Linked DNA regions of Gossypium hirsutum: region 1 is linked to region 2. A link is a contact called in public Hi-C data. All regions are on one chromosome and are shown on one strand. The core of a region is the stretch at or near the end of the contact, and the rest is flanking DNA. Distances in the headings are between cores, read along the strand shown. Region 1 holds the start of LOC107941473 (precursor of CEP5). Region 2 holds the start of LOC107945410 (CDPK-related kinase 5).

What was found. Hi-C and Micro-C count contacts between places; a contact is called where the count stands out from the background.
Region 1: a Hi-C map of leaf shows a contact between it and region 2, with 1.7 times the contacts expected there. The contact joins the promoter of LOC107941473 here to the promoter of LOC107945410 in region 2. A contact is called at or near these places in 3 of 34 Hi-C or Micro-C datasets (all in leaf).

Annotation. Positions count from the first base shown.
Region 1 is chrD12:14,271,452-14,278,451 of Gossypium_hirsutum_v2.1, reverse strand. It overlaps LOC107941473 (precursor of CEP5), which reads left to right and starts at 1,943. Exons shown (of 1, transcript XM_016875043.1): 1 at 1,943-2,248. The coding sequence starts at 1,943. The coding sequence ends at 2,248.
Region 2 is chrD12:14,129,873-14,136,139 of Gossypium_hirsutum_v2.1, reverse strand. LOC107945410 (CDPK-related kinase 5) reads right to left here and starts at 3,445. Exons shown (of 11, transcript XM_016879416.2): 1 at 2,647-3,445; 2 at 2,179-2,309; 3 at 2,030-2,071; 4 at 1,802-1,910; 5 at 1,413-1,491; 6 at 1,027-1,323; 7 at 841-953; 8 at 419-526; 9 at 274-336; 10 at 10-177. The coding sequence starts at 3,249.

The DNA of each region.
Region 1 (7,000 bases), core at 694-3,193, 140 kb before region 2:
ACCAATTTGCACATTTTCAAAACTGTCAGGGACCCACTGAGTATTTACATCAATTTATTATTTGAGTTGTAAAATTCAATTTGACTCAAATTCAAAAAATCAAACCAGTTGTTTGAGTTGATTTGAAAAAAAAAAGAATAACCCAGTTCGATTAACTCGAAAATCGAAGAAAATTTTAATTTTTTTACTTGAATCGAATTTTGTTCACCCCTATTTACACTATTCAATTCTTTGGATTCTTTGGAGGGGTGTGAAAATGGAGAGAAGCGCATGGTCAATGAATCATAGTGACTTTAAAACTTTATTTTTATCTTTTTTTTTTAAGTTCAAATTAAAATAGAATTGCACTCTACTAGTCAAACACATCTTAAGAATAAGAATTGTTTGTAATTAAAAAAGATGTAATTAATTGCTATCCTGATAATTACACTCCCATACAATTAATTTGTAGTGTTCAAATATACCCTTAATTCACATAATCTTACTATTAAAAAAATGTAAATAACATATATTATGTAATTTATAGGAAAATTATCCCATCGTCGGTGGAAATTTTTTAGACTTCACAAGTGTATCAAATAATCACCTTATATTATTAAAATAATATTTGAAAAAATATTTGGTACACTGTTAGTGAAATTTTTAAACTGCACAAACAGATCGAGAGTTAACAAGTATCCTATATAGATATAATAAGTTATTAAAAATATAAATGTATTTAAAAGAAGACACATGTTAATTTTTTAAGATTATTTATGAAATAAAAAATACACAGTTAATGTACCAAATATTCACTCATAATATTTATAAATTTGTAGAAAATTTGATGCACCTATATTGCATATATATTTTATACTAATATGTATTATTTTATTTCGAAAACCATTGCTCTTCTTTTATAATTAACTTCTATCTCTCGAAATTTCAACAACTTAATTTCTTTTAAAAGCATGTTACCTAAAAAAACACAAATACTACTATCTCATAATATCTTATTGCTAAATTACTTAAGAATTTTAAAAATTTCCCTCCAAAGTTATTGTAAAGAAAAAAAGAATGCATGATCATCCCATTCCAGCCCAATCTAAGGAATTAAAAGGCCTCTTTTAGTTCAATTTCACTGTGGGTGTAGGCTGATTATCTAAGCCTCTTTTAGGTCGGGTATACAGAAAATATATAGCCCTGTTTAGTCTTTCCCTCGGAAATTATAACAAATAGTAAGCATTAAATTGTTAGGTCCAACAGCAAGAAGTTGCAGAAAGCAAAATCAGCTTCAATTGCAAATGCTTTTCATAGCTTCTAAAACCTACAAGTCACTTCACTTTTAGAAGCTACAAAGAAACGAGAGAGAGAATGGGGGGGGTTATAACAGCCGGGAATTTGAGTTGGAAAGCTGAATATATTGTACATGGTACACAACAAGACAATATATTAAAAGATTCTTGACACAAATATGTTTTTATAAACTCTTAATGGTGAGCAGGTGGGGGCTAAGTTAATTAAGTACACTACTCTATGTATTCAATAAAATAGATCACATGTACAAAAGGATATATTGATAGACTGAAAGTCTTTAATTGATATTAGTAGACAACTCATAACTCTTATAAGAGAATAATATATAGTAGAAATCACATTAGGTTAAGAAGAGGAGGAGAATAAATGAATAAAGAACAGTTGCATGGCCCATGCAAACTGTTGTTGGAGTTTAAGTGACCATAACCTAAGCTCTATGGCCGCATGTGGAGAAAGATTATGTAATTTATTTACACCTTTTATATATATATATTTATCAGTCTTTTGACACCTCTTTTCTCGATCGATCTTCGTCTATAAATAGAGCTAGCACCATGGGGAACGAAGAAGTCTATAAGCAAAGTTGCTAAGTATCTTCTTCTTCACTTGTTTTAATTCCACATTTTAGGCTTTACCTATATTATATATGGCCCAAAACAATCTTCTCTCTATTCTTGTTCTCCTTTCGCTTGCTCTCTTCCTGGAAATTCAGGGAATTTTAGGAACGCGTTTGATTTTGGAGCAGAATCAGAAGGTGAGAACATTTAATAGAATCCTAGCAAAGGAAAGTAGGAGTATTGTTGATCCCAAAATTTATGGTGTTAACAAAACCAAGTCTCCACCTTCACCACCAACTGCGGTAATTGGAGCCTCGCCGCCGAAAAACGACCAAGATTTCAGGCGCACATCTCCTGGACACAGTCCTGGTATCGGCCATTCCATTCAAAACTAGGTCAAAACATCCTTACTTTGAAGACAGACAGATGGTATTATAGTGCCACACAGATTCCTATCCTAGAAAAGATTTCAGCTTAAGTGGTTCGGTTTCTATTTGTGTTGTCTTATCTTAGTTTAAATTTCAGTTTCAGGTACCTTAGGTTTGAGTGTTTGTAACATATATTTAGTGAAGTCAGTGAGCCAATGAAATTCGTGGATTTTTACATTTTATAGTTCCTTCTTTGCCTATAGCTCAATCATTAAAGTGGTATAAAATATATTTGAAGAGCTAATAAATAATTTAAATTGACTGAAATTAAAATAAATAATTTATTCAAAATAAATAATTAATGATTTATTAAATTCTAAAATTGTTTTTATTTTTTAAGTAAATAAACCTATAATTTTTCCGTCAGTGAAACATTTTAGTCCCACTAATATCCAGGTCGTCTAGTAAACTGGGGTAAAATTATCCAAACAGAAAGAATGGTGTGATTGCACCAAAAAAATCTTTTAAACACCGTACTGGAATTGCTTCGGTATCCAAAGGAGCCCAAGCAACCGAGGCATATGCTAGGGAAAAAAAAAGCCGTAATGAACAAGATTACCAACTTGGTTATAGAATTGAAGATGGCCCATCATAACTTCTTGATGGACGAATGGGGTTCGTAACAAATGCGTAAAAATAATACTAATATCAAATTTAGTGTAAGAAGTTTATTTATTCTACTTAAGATGTCAAACTCCTCTAAGTTGCATGCCGTTTTATGAAATCTGAAGTTCAAATGGCGGATTTGAGGTTTGATTGATATTCACTAAATACTGTAATATTGACATTTCTTTCGGATATCGTCTATAAGAAAAGGAAGTTGAAAGAATGGAGAAACCCTCAGAGCATATATGTATTTATATACAACGTATAATGCTTCAAATATGTGAAAAGAATTGAGTAAGCTCAAAGAGACACAAACCATGTGAGGCAGTGCAACACAAACTATAGAATTGGGAAATTTAAGTATTGGAGTAACAGGACCAGTTAAGAATAGGAATGAATCAAAAGATCACGTGCATTTTACAGCCTAGCACAACACAGAATCAAATGTTTTTGTTCATTGCAAAAGCCAAAAAGGTAAAAAAAGAAAGAAAGAAAAGTCTTTAGCTGCCTTCCTTCTGTGCATGCCAATCAGTTGCAGAGGCTGAGGACTTCCTTAGCTGCAGGAACCATTAAAAAAGAAAAAGGTCCTTTTGGGAGATTTTTAATTATCAAATTTATTCAACTCTTAAGTGGAGAGGTTGAGGAACGGCGAATTGGGGCTCGTCATTTGCTTCATTTGACTTGATCGATCAGGACAAAATTGCCAAATATTTCTTTAGTGCATTCAACGTTGGTGGAGGGACCCTCTCTTTTGGTTGGTGCCCTTCACTCTTGATTAATTTTGAGCATGCTCGTATAAAAAAAAAAAAGAAAAGGAAAAACCAAACTGTAAGCATGCTAATAGCTGGTAAGACAAACAAGCTTGAAATTAGTAAATAATATTGGGTATATATAAGAAAAATATTTGGTACCTTGTTGTTAGTGGAGTTTTTAGCTCCACGAGTAGGGTTAGAGGATTAACAATTATATTATAGGGGTATAATAAAATATTAAAAAAATAAATATTTAAAATAATTGATACATAACAATTTTTTAAGGTTGGTGGAACAAAAAAAAGTAAGTGTACTAAATACTAACTATATATATGTGTGAGTATTGAATGTAACAATTTATTTTTGCAAATTAAACATGAGTTAATCCAATAAACAAGTGTTGGGTGTAGTGGTAAGGCACATTGCACTCCTAAGAAGAGAATGCGGGTTCGAACCTTCGAGACAACATTATTAAGAGGGATAACCACAAACACTGAACATGAACCATAAAACAAATATGAAAAAACATGTCCTAGATGCAATGGCAGTTGGAACTCACCTTGCAATTGGGTTGTTGTGTAGCTTGTCATAGATGTTGGTCTCACATTGCATATAACATAAGTTGACTCATTATTAAAACATTCATCTTTTTGTGTAACACCCCTAACCCGTATCCGTCGCCGGGATAGAGTTACAGAGCATTACCGAAATTTACAAAACAAATGAATAGATATTTCATATCATATAGCATTCATATCAGAAACCAGTTGTAATCAAGCATAATGTCCCTTATGTGAGCCCTCGAGGCCCAAAATACACATTAGAAACAAGTCGGGACTAAATCGGGTACTCAAAGAATTTTTCGAAAAACATTAAAAAATTTTCAAATGTGCAGGGGACACACGCCTGTGTCATCTAGCCATGTGTCACACACGGCTGAGACACATTCCCGTGTCTCTGCCCGTGTGGACGAAAATAGGTCATTTTCCAAGCCACATACATCAACCTATACACATTAATTTGCACATCACCAAGCCATAACAAGACATTTAAATCAAGCTAGAATCATGTCCTAAACATGTGTTACCATAACATACAACCAATATGCCTTTAGGCACCTCAAATAACATCTTATAACATGTCAATCAACATTCACAATCACCTATTGGTCCAACCACATATATGCTTAATTATGCCAAATATACTAATTCAAACCAATCATCAATATACTTATAAGTTCATCGTCACTCAAACATATCAAACACACATCAAACATGATAAGCCATATATATATATATCAAAATATATCAAACACAAGTCATTCAAATGGCTAATCACAACAAAACATTTACATGCTAACATTTGACCAAATTAACCTATACATGCCATTATAACCAAAATTGATTTACTATATATACCGAAATGGGCCGATGGATAGTGTGAAGTAACTTCGACCAGCTTCCAACCAAATCATGCTTCCAAATTACTATAAAACAGGGAAAATAAAACAGAGTAAGCATTTAAGTTTAGTAAGTTCGTATAACATGGAATTTAACTTACCATTATTTCACAAATAAGGTAAGCATACAAAACATATTCCAATCAACTTGGCCAAAAGCTTAAACACATATCTTCAACACGTTAGCCATGTAAGCACATATAATAGCCCGTCATCATGGATGAACAAAGTCATCAAACAAGTTTCACATACATGTAACAATCATTTCATGCTTTACTATATCAAGTAATATCATTTCCATGTACTTCATGTATATACGGGTAATAGTTCGTTTCGAACTTATATTATCTCATATCAGAACTTAGCCCGTTGAACCATTTAAAATATCGTTGGATAAACGGGTAGTACACACAAAGTGTACAAAACTGTAATCTGTCAATTCATGTACATGTATGTTTATACAAACATGTAAACGGGAAGCTCTTCCGAGCCATATAACGGGAAGCTCACGTGAGTTGTATAACAGGAAGCTCAAGAGAGTCATTAATCAGGAAGCTCATGAGAGCTAAATAACGGGAAGCTCGTGAGAGCCAAGTATTGGGAAGCTTGTGAGAGCCAAATATCAAGACGCTCATAAGAGTTGTGGTGTGTCCGCAACACATGCAGGATTACAACCAATTCGGGAACCCTAATGACATGTCATTTGTATCCTTCAAATTTTTAAGGTTCAAACGGGACTCGGTACTTGTGGGATATGTGGTCGATATTATACATGGCATTTTATACAAATCACACACAATAATATTCAATTTAAAACATATAAATATACAATTTAGTCACACAAACTTACCTCGACAAGTGTACGTAAATTCGTAAGCTACTAATTTGAAACTTTCTCTTTTCCTCGATCTAACTCCGTGTTAGGTCCATCCAGATCTATACGAATAAATTTAACTCAATTTAATATAATTCATATTCAATTCGGCCCAATACATATCTTTGGAAAATTACTATTTTGCCCCTATACTTTTAATTAATTACAATTTTGTCCCTATGCTCAGAAAATAAAATTCATACAATTTAATCCTTATTTCAAGCCTAACTGATTTTCATACATATCCATAGAATCCCATGTATTTCACAAAATTTAGGATTTTTCCATAAATTTTTCATCTTTTCAATTTAGTCCCTAAATCATAATTTTATCAAAATTCTCCTTACAAAAGTTGTTTATCTATCAACAACCTTTCATTTTCTACCATAAAACTTCATACATCAACTATACTCAACCAAGACAAAACCCTAACACTTTAATAGTTTTACAAATTAATCCCCAAGATAGTTAGATTAAGCTGTTATGATCTCGGAAACATAAAAATCATTAAAAACGGGACAAGAATACTCACCTAATTAAGCAAAATAAGCTTGTCTATCTTCAAGATTCCATGAATAGGGTTTCCATGTTTTTATTTTAGGAAATATGATGAAAATGATAATTATTTAATTATTTAATTCATTTATCATCATTTTATCATTTACTTTCCAAAATTAACCTTACTAATTTACTAAATTCCAATGATGAATAATCATTCTTATCTTATAACTACACTAAATGGTCTATTTGTCATATAAGTACCTCCAATTTTAAATTCCATAGCTATTTGGTACCTTTAGCTACTAGAATTCAACTTTTGCAATTTATGCAATTTGGTCCTTTTCATCAAATTAGACATGTAAACGATAAAATTTCTTAACGAAATTTTCATACGACATTCCTATCATACAATAGACCATAAAATAATATTAAAATAAATTTTCTTCCGACCTCGGATTTGTGGTCCCGAAACCACTGTTCCGATTTCACTAAAAATGGGCTGTTACATTTTGTTTCCTTTAATATTA
Region 2 (6,267 bases), core at 2,196-4,695:
TCAACATACCGAAGCTAGCTCTTCAATGACAATAGGTCTGTTTCCTTCCTTCTCAAAGATTTCGTAAGCACAACGTGCATGTTGTTCCCACCGATCAAGAGCCTCCAGCTGATGAACAGTTAATGCAGCTGCACAGAACTCATCAAAGTCCATCCGTCTGTATTGAAGTGCATTTAGCTACCACAAAAGGAAACCGTACACAATTAGAGATTCATACCACCTCTTAAATTTATATGCATTTCCAAACAAAACAGAAAAAGATGAAGCACCTACCGATGCAAGAAACTCAGGGATGCGAGCATCCTTCATAGCATCTGTTGCATTTTTCATCAGAGCCTGACCAGAGCGATAGCATTAGATACTATTCACAAGAAAACTGCCAAAAATTTTCAAGATTATGAACAGGGAAGGAACCAACCGCTTTGATATTTTCTAAGCTTATAGTGCCATTTTTATTTGGTTCCAATAATGCAAACTGCTCCTTCAAGTAAAACAGCTCATCCACAGTCAAAGTTTTAGACAGGGCCTGCAAAAATTACCAATAGAAGGGTATAAGAGCTAGAAATCCCATGCAGGATGAGGAAAAAGTTCACATTATCAACCTGAGCCAGGCTTGGATAAGGATTTTTGTCCTCGGCCTGACCCAACCCGAATTTAAATTAAATACTTTTAAATAGTTTTAATTAAATTTAATAATATAAATATTAATATAAAATTATATTTTTAATATTTTATTATTTTTAAACAGTAATATAAGCTTTTGGGTGGGCAGGCCTGAGTTTTTTTTTTTAATTGAGCCCCGGCCCAGCCTATGGGCACCTCTAATCACCATATACGCACCCTTAAAGCAGCCTTCCGAAGAGATGAAGAGCGCAGATAAGCCTTCACGAGTTTGAATATCAGTATATCCAAGGGCACTTTCACATCGTTATACTTTTTTATCCAGGGATGACCTGTGGCAAGCAATTGTGAGTAAAATTACAAGAATGTAAAAATAATGAATATGACAGAAGATGAGCCACGCACTCAAAGCTTGGGCTGCAGTCAATCTTTTCCTTGGGTCCTTATTCAGTAAACGCTTCACAAAATCCCTAGCCTCAGAAGATAGAGATGGCCAAGGTGCTTCATCAAAACTTGGATCAGCTTTTAGAACAGCTCCAAAAATCCCAGACTCTGTTCGAGCCCAAAATGGACGACTACCACACAAAAGAATATAAGCAATCACACCTATACTCCAGACATCTGCTTCTGTACTGTAAGACCTATGTAGAACTTCTGGTGCTACATAGTATGCACTACCAACAATGTCATTAAGCCTTTCATCTGAAATTGAAAAGGAAAAAGAAAACATGAAGAAATTAATCAAATAACTAAAGCACTATGGCTTAAGCAATACGAATTTGAGTACAAACCCGGTTTCACAAAATCAGACAAGCCAAAGTCTATAGCCTTCAATTGTGAATTTTCATCCTTTGATGTAAACAAGAAATTCTGGTCACAGAAAATAGCTAAATTTAGTATAATATCAGGTGGGCAATGGGCAAATTTTTATTATATACCTATTAAAACCTCTGCTGCTAAGAAGATGAAAATGAAATATGCTAGAATGAAGCACAACCAAGAAAACAAGCAGTAGTGGCTAGGCTTCGGTGACTGCTTAACCAGAATACTTGGCACAAGGTTATCCTCAAGGAAAAGCCTTACATAAACCTTAGAAATCTTATATGGGACCACAAAACCAGTGTAATACCACCCAGAAAAAAAAAATCAGAAACCTTATTAGAACTGGAAAGATATTCACCTCAGGTTTAAGATCCCGGTGCACAACACCCTGGAGATGGCAAAAAGCAACAACGTTAAGTATCTGAATCATCACAGCTTTTGCATCATCCTCAGTGTATTTTCCGCCCCTGCATGATTAGAAGAATACACTTGATAGGTAATCAAATCCAAACTAAGTACATTCAGCCTCAAACTCTTATTTTGGAATCAGAATCAGAAGTAGCTATTATTAGAAGAAAAGAAATACCTAGAAAGAATTCTGTCCAAGAGCTCCCCTCCTTCACATAATCTGAAAGATACATAGTAACTAATTAGAACCCATCACAAATCATCAAACCAAATGATCCTGAACACACTGAACCCAAAACCGAGTTCATGTTTTCGTATGGTACTTACTCCATCACTATGTAGACATTATCATGGTCCTCGTAGGCATCATAGAATTGTACTAAATTGCTATGTCCAGATAGAGCTCTTAATATTTTTACCTCCCTTCTAACATCCTCAATGGCAATTGCAGTAGTCATCTATAAACAAAAACACAAAAATCAACAAGCATAACATATCAATTCAAGGCACAAAATAGCTATTATACAGAAATAAAATTGTAGAACATAACTCCGTGAGTATACATTTTAATTCCGAGTTATGATTACTCTGTTAAAAAAAATCAGCAAATTCAATATTTAAATTCATTTTCTTATTTCCAGTAAGTATAAAAATCTAACTGAGGGTCTTCTAGTCGGATCTCGTTTTTTTCACTGTCAAAGAATTTTAATTCAAATCCATAAGCGCAAAAAGGCAAAAGTTCTAAGATTAAAATAAATAAAGTAGATAAAAACAAAAAGAAAATTAAAATGAAACCTTCGCTTTAGGTATAACTTTAACGGCAACTTGTTGTCCTTTAAGCTCTCCTTTCTTAAACTTCGCCGTACAAGTATAACCGAAATGGCCTCTTCCTACTTCGTCTCCGAGCTCATATTTGCTCCCGAAGTGCTTCGAGAAGCCGAAGCTCTTATCCAGTCCGGTACCGGTAGCTCCCGCTGCCTCTGCGTCGCTTCCTTCCGGGATCGCGGCCTCATTCGGCTTCACAGACCCGTGCCTCCGCGCAAGCACTGCCCTAATATGCTTCGCCGGAGACGGCGGAGGGAATGGCCTCCTGAAAAACCGTTTTGGAGTGGAATTGGTTGAAGATCTCGCAGGAGACTTTTTGGAAAACAAGTAGTGAGCTGGACTGGGACTATAAAACGGGAAAAACGGCGATTTCTTGCCTTCATTGTTGGGATTGGAGCTTTCTTTTTCTTCTTCTCCTTGTTTACCTTGATCTTCCTTGGAGTTTACTCCATCAGGTAAAGGAGAAGCCGAAACAGAGTTAGGCTTGCGGTAGATATCGTTATTCCGGGTATTGATAGAGGCATTTGTAGAATCAGAAGGGTTTGGGGAGGGTTTGGAGGTGCAAAGACCCATTGAAGTGTACGCCTATCTCTCTCTTTTCCCCGGAGAGTAGGATTTTGAATCTCTCCTTAAAGCCTTAAACCATTTCAACAAACTATAAAACTGAAATGAAAACTAATAATAAAAAGAAAACTCAAAGCTTTTGTTGTCTATGCTGTTTGAAAGCGTTAATTGGTGAGATAAGGAAACGACGGGGACTTCACTTTTTCGTTTATCAAAAAATTAATATTATAATTAAATTTTATGCATTTGAAACAGTAATTTTGACTTACCTCTACCGGATTCAGTATTTTGTTATTCATTCATAATAAATATGGAAACATAATTATTTTATTAATTTAAGGATGAATTTAGTGTTAATTATAAAAACTAAAATTTTAATATAATTTCATACAAATGTCTTTTCATTAATTTTTAACTAAATATTATTGTTTTGTAAGAAAATTTAAAATTAAATTTAGAACCTCGGCCAAATCCTTTCAAAGTAATTTAGCAAAATCATTTTAATCTTGTTGTGGTTAGTATGTTATGTTATGTGGTAATTGAAAAAGATGGGTTAGCTTTTTCGTGGGGCCAGTCCAGTGAATCATGATTTGGACTGATTTTCCACGTGGCGCAAACTTAGGTGGGTGGCTAATGAATTTAGTTTTGACATGCAGTAATTTGGTGGCGAAATTTCGTGTTCCTCTATTTTTCGTGTTGAGTGTTTACTTACTTGCTTCAGGTTGGGATGTCGATTCTCCCTTCTTCTTCTTTTTTTTTTTTTAAGGTGGGTTTAGATGGACGATTGGATGTGGTACGGTGTGTTTAGCTTATATTTTGTTTCATACTACAGTATCGTTACAGTATCTAATTTTACTGGCACATCTGTTTTTACACTAATCGCAGATAAACGCATCGCCTATCCAAACTCACCCTTAATCTACCAAGAGTCGTTATACTATAATATTTTATTTTATTTTAATTCCTTCTATTAAAAATTCCTTCAAATTAATTTTTATATATTTAAATAATTTATTTTTAAATTATTAATAATTTAGACAAAGATATCATATTCAATAGATTTATACCCATAAAAAACCTAACCATCCCAAAAAAATACACATGGTTGGATCATGGATAAATCAATTGGATATGATTTATTTTGTCTACGAGAGTAAATTTTAAAACTATAAATGAACTTTTATCAAATGTGCAATGTCATATATGAAATTTGATTTTATATAATTTTATACATGAAATTTTGATTTGATTTAGTTTTCACAAATCGTCAACACAATTATCAATATAGCACCATTTTACATTACAAATACAAATAATTATCTTTATCAAATATAAAAATAAATCGATATATTTATTTCTTTAAAAGTTTACAATTGAATCAAAATTAAAGTTTCGTGTAACTATAATCAAAGTTTCATGTGTATGATTGCATCAAATCAAAGTTCATGTATCAAATTGCTCATTTAAACAAAGTTTATGTATAGTTTTAATATTTATCCCTTTGTCCAAATTATCAGTAACCTAACAACAAATTGTGATGGTGTCACGATTTGAATAAATTTTTAATCTACAAGGATAAATCCGGAGCAAATTTTAGTAGGACTAAAATGAACTTTACATAGTAATATAGGGACTCCTAATACCATTTTTTTCAGTTCCTAGAAGTCAAAACTACTTCGTTTTCATGGACGCCTCTCATTCCATCCGGGCAAAAAAGTGTATTCAATTTAATGAAATTACTAATAATGATAAAATGTTAAAGATATTGTCCAGAATAAAGAATTGTCCAAATTTTTTGTTTTAAGAGAGTTAGATGATTTCATAATAATAAAATATGTAATGGTTGACATTTGAAATTTTGCACACCATACAAATATATAATAAACATGATTAACTTAATACACATATATTATTCATGCCCAGGATCTTGAGTTTGTGATATACGTTTAATAATTTATTTGCATGATTAGTATAAATATATAAAATTATCAGATTTAATGAAAAGATATATATCTTGGCTTTGATTTGCCTCTGGGTTGCCAAATAATTGCTGAGGAAACTTCTCCTTTTTTTCTTTTCTTTTGTATTGATGAATTTTCTAATATTTGTTTCCCTTAAGATATAAGCTAATATTAGTAATCCACATTTCAACAACAAGGGATTCATTTTTCTCATGCTGTCATCAAAGTGAAATAATAATTTTAATACTTTAATCTTTTTTAAAATTTTAATATTGATGAAATATATGTTTAGTTAAATATATGATCTTTAGTAAATATCTAATTGGTTAAAAGTTGAAATCTTATTATAAAAATTTTATTTAAATAAAAAAAAATAAGATCTAAGTTTTTTTTAGGTTTTTATCCATTTTTACCGATTAATCAATTTACACGGATTTTATCTGTTCATTTTTTAATTTTAATATAATAATAGTATAAATTACAATTAAAATTTAATTCAAAATTAATATAAAGTATATTTCAATATTTATTAGAATTTATCCAATCAAATTTTTAATTTTAATATTAGAAATATTCTCTTAATTTAATATTTATCCAATCTCAAATAGAAATTTATAACGACAACTTTGCCATAATATAATCTTAGGATAAATCTTAAATTATACATGAACTTTGATTTATATGCAGTTGTTTATATGAATTTTAATTTGGTGCAATTATACACATGAAACTCTAATTGTGGTTCAAATGTATACTTGAAACTTTAATTTTGATTTAATCATACACATTTAAACAAATGAATACACCAATTTATAATTATATTAGATAAATATAATTATTTATGTAGACAATATATAAACATAAAATGATGTTATATCAATAATTGTGTTAATAATTTATAAGAATTGGATCAAATCAAAATTTCATGTATAAATTTGTACAAAATCAATAAAATTACACATTAAATCATAGTTCATATATATTTTTAGAATTTATCCTATTTTTATTTAAATTAAAAAATTAGAATTTTGAGTAGTATTATTTTTTGTAATGATTTCAATGGAAG